2 separate regions of the Sus scrofa genome follow, and region 2 is linked to region 1. A link is a contact called in public Hi-C data. All regions are on one chromosome and are shown on one strand. The core of a region is the stretch at or near the end of the contact, and the rest is flanking DNA. Distances in the headings are between cores, read along the strand shown. Region 1 holds the start of AP5S1 (AP-5 complex subunit sigma-1). Region 2 holds the start of C17H20orf27 (UPF0687 protein C20orf27 homolog).

The links. A called contact is a pair of places that touch in the nucleus more often than the background predicts.
Region 2: a Hi-C map of skeletal muscle shows a contact between it and region 1, with 2.4 times the contacts expected there. The contact joins the promoter of C17H20orf27 here to the promoter of AP5S1 in region 1. A contact is called at or near these places in 3 of 5 promoter capture datasets (fetal liver, fetal skeletal muscle and liver), 16 of 47 Hi-C or Micro-C datasets (alveolar macrophages, blood, embryonic fibroblasts and 6 more) and 2 of 2 datasets of contacts at active chromatin or transcription factors (alveolar macrophages and skeletal muscle).

What each region holds. Positions count from the first base shown.
Region 1 is chr17:31,902,879-31,908,217 of Sscrofa11.1, forward strand. AP5S1 (AP-5 complex subunit sigma-1) reads right to left here and starts at 3,955. Exons shown (of 5, transcript XM_021077709.1): 1 at 3,722-3,955.
Region 2 is chr17:31,941,403-31,946,335 of Sscrofa11.1, forward strand. It overlaps C17H20orf27 (UPF0687 protein C20orf27 homolog), which reads left to right and starts at 1,626. Exons shown (of 6, transcript XM_021077382.1): 1 at 1,626-1,813.

The DNA of each region.
Region 1 (5,339 bases), core at 2,705-5,204:
CAAAGGGACTTATACCTTAAGTCTGAAAGGGGCACTGCAGGCACTTCCCAACTGGAGGCTTGGGTTGGAGGTGTTTGGGGCCCTGCCAGACTTGCCTGGGCCTCATTGCCTGCCTGGCCCCCACCCCCACCTCTCCGCACATAATCCTTTTACCTCCTGGCATGTGAACTGCTGCAACCTCCCCAGAGGTGTTCTGTGCCTCAGAGCCCCACACTTGCTGTTCCCTAGGTGTGGCCTGCCCTTTCCTCCCCTTTATTATCCCTTCACAATGTGCTCAGACCAAACTGAGGGGAAGCCTTCCTTCCTGGACTGCCTATTAGGATTCCACTGCCCTTTTTATGCCCATGGTGAGGGTCTGCCCATGGTGCTGCTGTCTCCTATGGGGCACACCCTGGCTGTGGGGCCCAGTTTCACTCTAGAGGGGCGTGCACAGGGCAGGCCTGGTGCTAACACTCCTGGGTGACTGAAGAAATGAAGAGTAGGGCAGGGGAGCCCAGGCAGGGACCCTGTAATGCAGTCTGGGCCCCTTTGGCTGTAGGACCTGGGCATAGGGGCCGTGAAGGGAGGCTAGAAGAGGTGGCCTGGGAGCTGGCTGGGGCGTATGGGCATTTTGGACCACAGGACCAATAAATAAACACATTTGTAAGTGGAGGGGCCTCAGCCACGAGGCTGCGATGATGCTGGCTCAGTTCCTGGTCCCTGGTCCCTATCACTCTCAGTCAGGATCTGTGTCTGCCAGCTGATTATAGCAAAGAGCTGGCAGAGGGCACTGGTTGCTGGGGGCCACCTGGCATCTGGAACAAAGTATTCCGGCCTCTGTCCACTCCTCTGGCAGTGAGTCCACTCCAGGTCCCATGCTACATGTGAGGTACATGGAGGGGACAGCAGTGAGAAGCTGGCCTGAGCTGCTACTCTGGTGGTCAGTGGGGGATCCAGATGGAGGTGGTGTCCTAATAAGTGGGGTAGATGGGTTCCAGTCCCAATTTTCGGCAGCCTTCAGCCAACTTGTACCCCCAAAGTCAAAAGCAATGTGCTGAGGACAGTGAGGCAGGAAGGAGCCTGGGTTCCCCAGGATGCTGCCGGGACTTCTTGGTGAGTGAGGAGCACATGTTTATTTTGTTAAACCGCTGTCTGTGGGGTTTCTGCTACATGCAGCCTACCTCGAGTGAGTTAAGTGAGGCAGCGTGCGAAGTGGTCAGAGTGGAGCCTGACACACAGTAAGCATTCCGTAAATCACTCGATGTTGACAAAGACTAATGCAGAGGCAGGATAGGAGGAGTCAGAGAGGCCTGGGTCAGCACTGGAAAGCAGGCGGGGACTTCTGGTCTGATGGCAGCTCAGGAGGAGGCGGGGGTGGACAGGCAGACCTTCTGCTTCCTGGTATGTGCATGTTCGCGTGTGCCAGGCTTTTATAGCAGTTACCCTAGAGATTGTGGCGGGGCCAGGCACACAATAAGTGAAGAGGGGTCTGTGAGCAGAGTGTGTGTGTGTGTGTGTGTGTGTGTGTGTGTGTGAGAGAGAGAGAGAGAGAGAGAGAGAGAGAGAGAAACAAAGCAGGGAGAAAAGTAAAATTAAACAAAGTGCTACCAAAAAATACAGGAGCTTGAAAGAAGCAGCTGGCTGGATTTGAGGCCTGGCCTGCCTGCCTAGATGGGACCAAGGGCCACACCTTTCTGTTGTGTCCCCTCCCCCTCCTCTGGCTGTGGGCAGAGGTGCCCATTGCCCCACTCCCCAGCTCTGCTCTTCTCAGTGGTCCTCTGAGTTGGGGGTTCTGCCTGAAGCCCCTCATATTGGCCCCTTCTGCACACTCCCAGCCTCCATTGTTCTCTACCCCATGTCAGGGTGAGACCTGCCCCACAGTGTTGGCCTCTTCCACTCCCCCTTGATGCCCACAACCCGAATGCACATGGTGACTGATACTGACTCAATTTAGACAGTAGGCTCCTTCCCCCCATCCACCCAAGCCACTGCATGGGCCCGAGTCACTGATGGGCAGCCTGGCCCCCATGATGGGAAGCTCCACTACTTCTCCCAGACATCAGGACCAACCCTCAGGTGCCACTTACACACCTCCAGGGTCAGGGAGCTCACTTGCTCAAGATAGCCCCGATGGTTTTTTACAGCTGGAAACCCTTCTTGATGCTCTTCACAAACCTTGGAGACCTCAGGCAGATGGGTTAAGCCACCCCTTACTTCTGGATGAGGGAGGGAAATTAGATGGAATCTGCCAGCCCCAGGCAGTGGATATTTTGAATGTCTGATAAGACTGATAAGAATGGAGTTCCCACTGTGGCACAGTGGGTTGAGAACCTGGTGTCGCTGCAGCTGCGGCATAGGTTGCAGCCTGTATCTCTGATTCAATCCCTGGCCTGGAAACTTCCATATCTAACCAGGAGTTCTCTTGTGGCACATTGGATTAAGGATCTGGTATTGTTACTGCAGCGGCTCAGGTCGCTGCTGTGGTATGGGTTCAATCCCTGGGCTGGGAACTTCTGCATGCTGTGGCCCAAAGAAAGAAAGCCAGAAAAGAACATCTAGCCATTTCTCAAACTGTAGAGGAGGAAACTAAGAAAGGATCTGCTTTACTGAGAGTCCAGATGGGCCGAGGTTGAGTAGTATGGTTGCCCTAGAATAAAAGAGACAGACGTAGGGCAAGCCTTGACCTCTCCACCTCCCTGGGGCACCCTCAGGCTTGCCCTATGTGGACCACCAATCAGCTTCCTCCTCTGTCTCCACCAACCCCCATCCACAGCCTCCAAACTGCTAACTCTGGTGCAGTAGGCCTCCTGTCTCCTACACACAGCAACTGGGCTTTTTCCTTGTAACCTGTCACCCAAGGGCATGTCCATGTGCAGAAAGGGCCCAAACCCTCAGGTTGGCTCCTTTCTTTTAATGTTTTCAGGTTTATCCTTTTCACCTGTGTGGTCTTGTAATCCCCTCATTGGTTCTAAGTAATAACAGCCACAGCAGACTTGGATAACCCTTGATGTGAAGCAGGCCCTGTTCTTTGTGATTTATATACACCAATTCATTTGCTCCAATCAATAGCCTTTGAAGGAGTGGCTTCACTATCCCCATTTTTCAGATGAGGAAGTTGAGGCACTGAGATCAAGTAATTTTCCTGATGTTACGCATGTGCTGAGGGAGGGGTGCAGGTCCTTAAATTTCAGCCTGTTTCATCCCCTTCCTTTTGTACCCCCTTCTCCATGCTCCCCCCACCCCCATCCCCTCAGAGTCACCAGAGACTGCGCCAGCCCCCACCCCCAGCTCCCAGAAGCCATAACCCCAGCCTAGTTTACCCACTCTAATCCAACCTTGGGAGCTTCCTTCCCACGTGGCTGGATGGACGCCATCCTAGGTATGCCCAATCCCAACCCAGGAGGCGCCCCCTCCCCGAGCCCTCCCCGCAGGGAGCCCCAGGCTCCACGTCTTGGCTGGGCTCCAGGAAGGCGAGGCACTGTGTGATTCGTCCTTTCAAACGCTGCTCTTCCTGCAAGGCTGAGAGCCGGGAGGCCCCACGAGGCAGCTCAGGCCCAGCCACGTGAGGCCTCTTCCCTTCCCGCTGCCCCAGGCCCCGCTGACTCAGAGACTGGCAGCTGCATCACTGCCCCTTCCAGGGGTGTGCGTGCTGGTGTGGGCCGGGTGGGGCGGAGGCTGTCCCAGCAGCACTGCTTGGCACCCACACAAACTCCCGTGTGGGTTGGGTGGGAATGCTTCTTACCTTCTGTCCCATAACCGTCTTCTTTGAACAATGGAATGAATAACTTCACATCATCCAACATTCTCTCAAGGCATGAATTTCAAGGCTGCAGCACAGCAAGTCCCCCACCATTACTCAACTTCCCTCTCCTGATTGTTTCCAGATTCCATGTGGCTATAGACCTCCTTGTATAAACAATCCTTCATTTCTGCACCAGCAGTTTTATTGCTTCTGGAAAATAGGGTGCCTCTGTGTTCAATTCTGGGGATTAAAGACTTTTTAGAAATCTAAATTTCTAGATGGTTGTGAACTGTTGTCACTGGACAGATTCAAGCCAGTGACTTACAGTTAGTTAACTCCCAAGAGTCACTTAAACTTTTCTAAGAATCTGACTTGAGGGAGTTCCCATCGTGGTGCGGCAGAAACGAATCCAATAGGAACCATGAGGTTGCGGGTTCAATCCCCGGCCTCGATCAGTGGGTTAAGGATCCGTCACTGCCTTGAGCTGTGGTGTAGGTTGCAGACTCAGCTGGCTTGGATCCTCCGTTGCTGTGGCTCTGGTGTAGGCCGGCAGCTGTAGCTCTGATTGGACCCCTAGCCTGGGAATCTCCATATGCTGAGGGTGCAGCCCTAAAAAGCAAAAAAAAAAATCTAACTTGAGAAAAAAACTAAGACTAAGATCAGGTATTTTGGTGTAGGAGAGTCAGAAAATGGGCTGGGACCTCTGCTCTGCTCCATCACAGCATGTAGGTTCAGCCACTTGATAGTTACGAGAGCTCTTTGCTATAAACAGTCACATTTTCTAGTTAAGAAATAACATTTATCAATTTTGATGAAAATATGGAGCAACAAAAGTCTCAGACACTGCTGGTGAGAGAAGGTAAGCTGGTATAGCAACTTTGGAGAACTATGTGGAAAATATACATGCCACAACCTAATGGTTCCACTCCTGGCATAGTCCCAACACAATCTGAAATAGTTGTAAATAATCCATGGAGGGCAGAATGAAAATGTTCTATATTTTAATTGTGGTGGCAGACACCAAACCGCATTCATCAAAACCCACCAAACTATGTATGTAAGAGAGTGAATTTTACTGCGTATAAGTTATACCTTGATTTTTTTTGGCCACGCCCATAGCATGTGGCAGTCCCTGGCTAGTGATCAAAACTGTACCACAGCAGTGACCACTACAGTGACAACACTGAATCCTTAACCCACTGCACCACAAGGGGAATTCCTACCTTAATTTTTTAAAATTTAAAAGCCAGAAGGGGGTTCCCATTGTGGCTCAACGGTAACAAACCCGACTAGGATCCATGAGGATGCAGATTCAATCCCTGGCCTCACTCAGTGGGTTAAGGATCCAGTGTTGCTGTGAGCAGTAGTGTAGTTCACAGACATGGCTCAGATCCCGTGTTGTTGTGGCTATGGCATAGGCCCCCAGCTACAGCTTCGATTCAACCCCTAGCTTGGGAACTTCCATATGCTGCAGGTGTGGCCCTTAAGAAAAAAAAAGATAAAAGCCAAAATAGAATGAATAATTCAATTTGGGGAGATATCCATATAAATGAAATACTACACAGCAATGAACAAGAACAAATTATTGCTAAAAGAAACATGATGGATCTCAAATTCA
Region 2 (4,933 bases), core at 376-2,875, 36 kb after region 1:
GAAAGAAGAGAATGCTTACCAGGGATGGATTTAAGAAGTTAGTTAGAAAGACATAAAAGGAAAGGCTTAATCTAGTTTGAAGGGAGGGTGAGTTCTGTCTAGGAGAGGTGAGTAGGAAGGGCATTCAGGTGAGAAGGTAACATAAGGAGGGGATTCAAATGTCTGCCTAGACCTAGATTGTAAAATAAATGTGAGAAAATAGGGACTGGTAAGGACTATGGCAAATTGATGGTCTTTGGGGCCAGGCTGGAATTGAGTCCAAGTTGTTAGTTCTGATATTTCAAAAGAGGAGGAAGAAGAGGAGGAGGAAAAATTAGAATTTTTAAAAGTCCCATGTGGGCTAAACAAAACATGTCTGTAGCCTACTTTGGGCGGTACTGTCTGCCAACTTTAGACCTTGAAGTTGGGTAGTGAGAAAGCATTTGGCAAGAGTGGATGAGAGTGTAAATTCTCCCAAAGACCGCGCTGGAGGGCAGCATCTCAAACATCAGAGCATCACCCAAAATGATGCTAAAAAGTTTAAGGGTCTTCTGGAAACAGTCCCAGAGCACGGAGCATTTTAGAGCAGGGGAGGACTGATGGAAACAATAGCTCAGGAAGATTAATGTGCCAACGGTGTTGACCAGAGACCAGAAGATAGGTTAGTGGCGACAGGGATCCAGCGGAGGGTAGGAGCCTTGAGGGCTCCGCAAAGGCACAGACCCCGGTCTTTCTGAAAGGAATCTAATCTAACCCGTATCATCTTTTGCCTAGTTATGTTGGAAGGGGGGGTCCGTTCCCCGCAGGCACTTTATGGACCCCGTTCCAGGCAGCGAAATGGGGGGAGTGTTGTTCAATTACGGGCAGGTGGGGCAGCGGCTAGAACCCCTAAATGTCCGAGGGCCACGTTTTCGCTCCAGGCTCTGTGCAGGCGCCCACATCCCACCCATCCCGCGGCGCTGACCTAGGCGCATCCCTTTGCCATGGCGACCGCCTCCATGGAGACCAGGAGGCTGCGGTCCTCCGGGACGCCTGCACAGGTTCTCCCAACCCCCACCCCGCGTGCCTTCTTTGTTCTGATGCTTATCCAGGCTGACAGGGCTCCCAGGACGCATCTCAGGTCCTCGCGGGTGCGCTTCCTCCGAGGCAGGGGGATGGGACGGAAGAAACCAGTGTATTGCAGAGCGGGAAGGATGAAGGGTTCCTCCGCTCCGGGACAGACCTTGCGATGTCCGTAATCGACTGCTATTGCAGGCTCGGAAGCCTAGAAAGAAAGGCATCTTCAAGTGCCTGACCTGGCTCTGAGTCCCGCGTTACGGCCGCTTAAAGGAGCCGAGCCTAGAGAAAGCCCCTTCCAAGTTGGGCGGAGACGGGAACTGCAAACTCCGAGGCTGAAAGTGAACGTGGGCAGGGCCTATTCAAGGCGCTTCTTCCTTAACCAGTCCCTGCGGCATCTTGGCCTCTAGCCAAAGCGGGCGGCCCAGCTAACTTCATCGCGAGAAGTCGCCGGGCCCTTGGGCATGGGTTTGTACAGCGCAGCCGCAGGGCCTTCTGCAGGTGACGCAGAGGCGCATCGCCAGTTGGCGGTTCTCTGGCGCCCGCTTATTGGTTCGAAGCGCCCTCGCCCCACCCCCAAGGTCGACCAATGGGAGGAGGTGGGGGCGTGCCCTTGAGGAGGGCGGCGGCGGCGCGGGGCTCTCTCCTCGTGTTAGGCGTTGAGCCCCCGCTGCCGCCGCGACCGCCACCGGTGCCGCCTTTGCCGTTGCCTCTGCTGCCTCTGCCCCCGCGGTCGCCCCTGCCCGGCCTGGTCCGGCGTCGGGGTGATCCCTGCAGGGTGAGACTGCTCCTCCTTTCGACACCTTCCGGTTCTGCCCCGCTCCTGGAGATCCCCTCCCAGCGAGCCGCTGTTCTAGGTAGTCTGTGCCTGAGAACTCATCGGGCTGGGGCGGGAGGTCTCCGTTGTCGGGGCCCGGCCAGGGAGGGCTCCTTGACACATGATCTGGGGGGATGTCAGGCTCCAGGGCCGCAGGTGACTGTTAGCTGCTAAAGCTGAAGTGCTTTCCGTGGGGCGCTGTTGGGGGCACGTGTGATACAGTGGGGGCGGGAGCCTAATGGGGTCAGCGCCGTCATTCCCCCCCTCATTGTCACCGCCTCGCTGTGTGACCTTGGACGAGTAGCCTCTCTGAACCTCTCGTGGCCCTGCACCTTCAGGGAAGAGGACGGTGATGTCCAGGAGTACAAGCTCCCGAGACTACTGCGTCAGCAGAGGTGAGGGTGGGGACGGCACAGGATTATCTCTGAGGGACAGAGCTGCCGCCTCACAGCCCCAGAGTGTGATGGGGGGCGGGGGGTGTTCAGACGCATCTCTCCACTTAGAAGAGGAGGATGAGGTAGGGATGGGGGCACCACACCCACGGGGATGGAGGCAGGAGAGGATACAGTTTCCTATCCCCAGGCCCCTCTGGTGCTTCTGGGAGCTTGGCCCCACCATCTCCCCGTTGTCACAAAGCAGGAGGGGTTCCTTTAGGTTCTGGACCAGTGTTCCTGTTCGTGAGCAAGGACCCTGGTAGACTGAGAAGGGAGGCCTTGGGTTGCTTTTCCTCCTGAATCTTGCCTTTGAGAAGTGTGGATAGAGGTTTCTCTGCCCAGGGAGCTGAAGAAAGTCAGGGACAGCTGTCACCCCCAGGACCTGGTCTGGCCTCTACCTCTTGGGTTTCAGGTGAGGCAGGCAGTCTAGAGGCTAGAGGGGTCTAAGTATCCTCTAGCTGGGGCCTTGAGGGATTGTGGGGAGGAAATGCTGGGAGGAGAGGGGAGGGGAGCACTTCTTGGGGAGACAGGAGGGTGTGAGATGGTGAGAGTCCCTTCCTCAGTTCACGTCTGCTCCACTTGTTTACTTGTCTTTGCAACTTTGGCCTGCTGGAGGGAGGAGGAAGTGGAACCACATCGAGACCGAGGCCTGTTTTTCAGCCCTCGTTCTAGGTATGTGGGCCACTGTGTGCCCAGTCCTACGTGAGGTTCTAGAGTCAGCAGGTTAGCGTGGTCTCAGCGGGTGCCCTTTGTACACGCTTGAGCTTTAATGAGTGGCTTCCGCAGGACTGAGGGCTTAAGCCAGGCCTGAGCCCTGGGCTGGGGTGGAGAGGGTGGAAGATTGTAGAGTTCCTGGCTCAGCAAGTCCTTGAACAGGTGGACAATGGGGATTGAGGAATGAATGAGAAATGAGGCTTCAAGAAGCATGTCCCTAGCCTCAAGGCAGAGGACAAGCTGGAGCTGGTCCTGTGATGCCTGGGATTTGGGGGCTGCCTCTGGGGGAGAGAGGTGCTGTGGTGATGCAGGTGTGGGATGTCAAGCAAGAGGGTGGCAGAGGCTCTGCTTTGCCATGGACAGACTGTCTTTGGCTTTTTCTCTAGCCTTGGGCCCCGGCGTGGAACAACCTGGAAGTAGTAGTTTGTACCCTGCAGGGCAGGAATCTAGGGAGCTGAGAACTCTGGATTCCTGTGTAACTGTCCATCTGCCCATTTGCCATGTCCATGATCCTCCTCCTTGTGACAGAGGTGCCACTGGGCCTGGCTGAGCCCTGCCCTGGCTAACCAGGACATAGGTTAACCTTGAAGCAGTCTTTCTCTCTAAAGCTGAGAGGGTCCTGCCAGTTTCCCTGAAAATAACTTAAAGCCACAGAAGTCTTCCGAAGCCCTTGTTCCAGTTTCCCATCCCTCCCCACCTCATGACTGCCCATGGTACCAATCCTGACCTGTTGACAGCCCATCTAAAGGGAGGTATCTTCTTTTTTTTTTGCCAGGGTGGGGACATTTCCCAAGATGTACATGCTTCACATTGTTATGAGTCCTTCTGGTTGGGGCTGGGGACAGTGGGATCCTAGCAGTCTGCTCCCTAGCGATCCCTGGAGACCTGGCTGGCCTGGAAGTGGGGGAGGAGGAAGGCAGGGTGAGGGAAAGGAGAGAGAGGCCCCTCAACCCTTGAGCTGTTTTCTGAGAAGCCTGAAGTCCCTGGGGGCCCACCCTGAGAGCCATTCCTGACTGTTCCAGTATTGGCCCGAAGTGCCTCTTTGATGCTGAAATTGCTGTTGCTTCAGAAACCAGTCCTTTGGGGGATTTGCTCTGCAAAGGTGGGGGTGGAGTAGGGACTGTTGTCGCAGAGCATCAGGCACCAGCTGCACCAAACCCACTGAGGAAGAGGTCCCTGCTCCTTCCTGTGTTGCCGATGAGGAAACTGAGGCACAGAGACGTGGAGTAACTTTGCTGTGCAGCCTGAATTTGAACCAGACCTGTGGGGCCCTGGAGCCCATGCCTGCTGCCTCTGGAGGGTGCTATGCTGCTTGAGCCATGCTCAAGACTTGGCTAACATGGGAGGAGGCCAGGGGTTTCCAGAGGCCTAGTGGGTCCCTATGGAAACAGCTGCCACAGGCAGAGGCCTGATGCCGGCTCCTGATTCTGAAGAGTGGACAAAAATCTAGTTCAGGAGTTCCCGTTGTGGTGCAGCAGAAACAAATCTGACTAGGAACCATGGGGTTGTGGGTTTGATCCCTGGCCTTGCTCAGTGGGTTAAGGATCTGGTGTTGCCATGAGCTGTGGTATAGGTCGCAGACGAAGCTCAGGTCCCACTTTGCTGTGGTTGTAGCTCTGATTCAACCCCTATCCTGGGAACTTCTATATGCCACCGGTGCAGCCCTAAAAAAAGGACAAAAGACAACAACAACAAAAAATCTAGTTCAGAAGGGACTTCGAACAGTGGGGCTCTCTGCTAGGAAAGGAGCTTTCTCCAGCCTCTTCTGGGCCTCGGGAGTCGCCTGCCTCCCTACTTGTGTTCTCATTGCTCAAGGGTTACAAGGCAGTGCCTGAGCACTGGCTCTCTCTTGAGCTCTGTCCTGCCCTCAGTGGATCTTCCATTTCAAGGTTGGGGGCCAGGTCACAGCTGACTGGGGCAAAGCTAGAAAAAC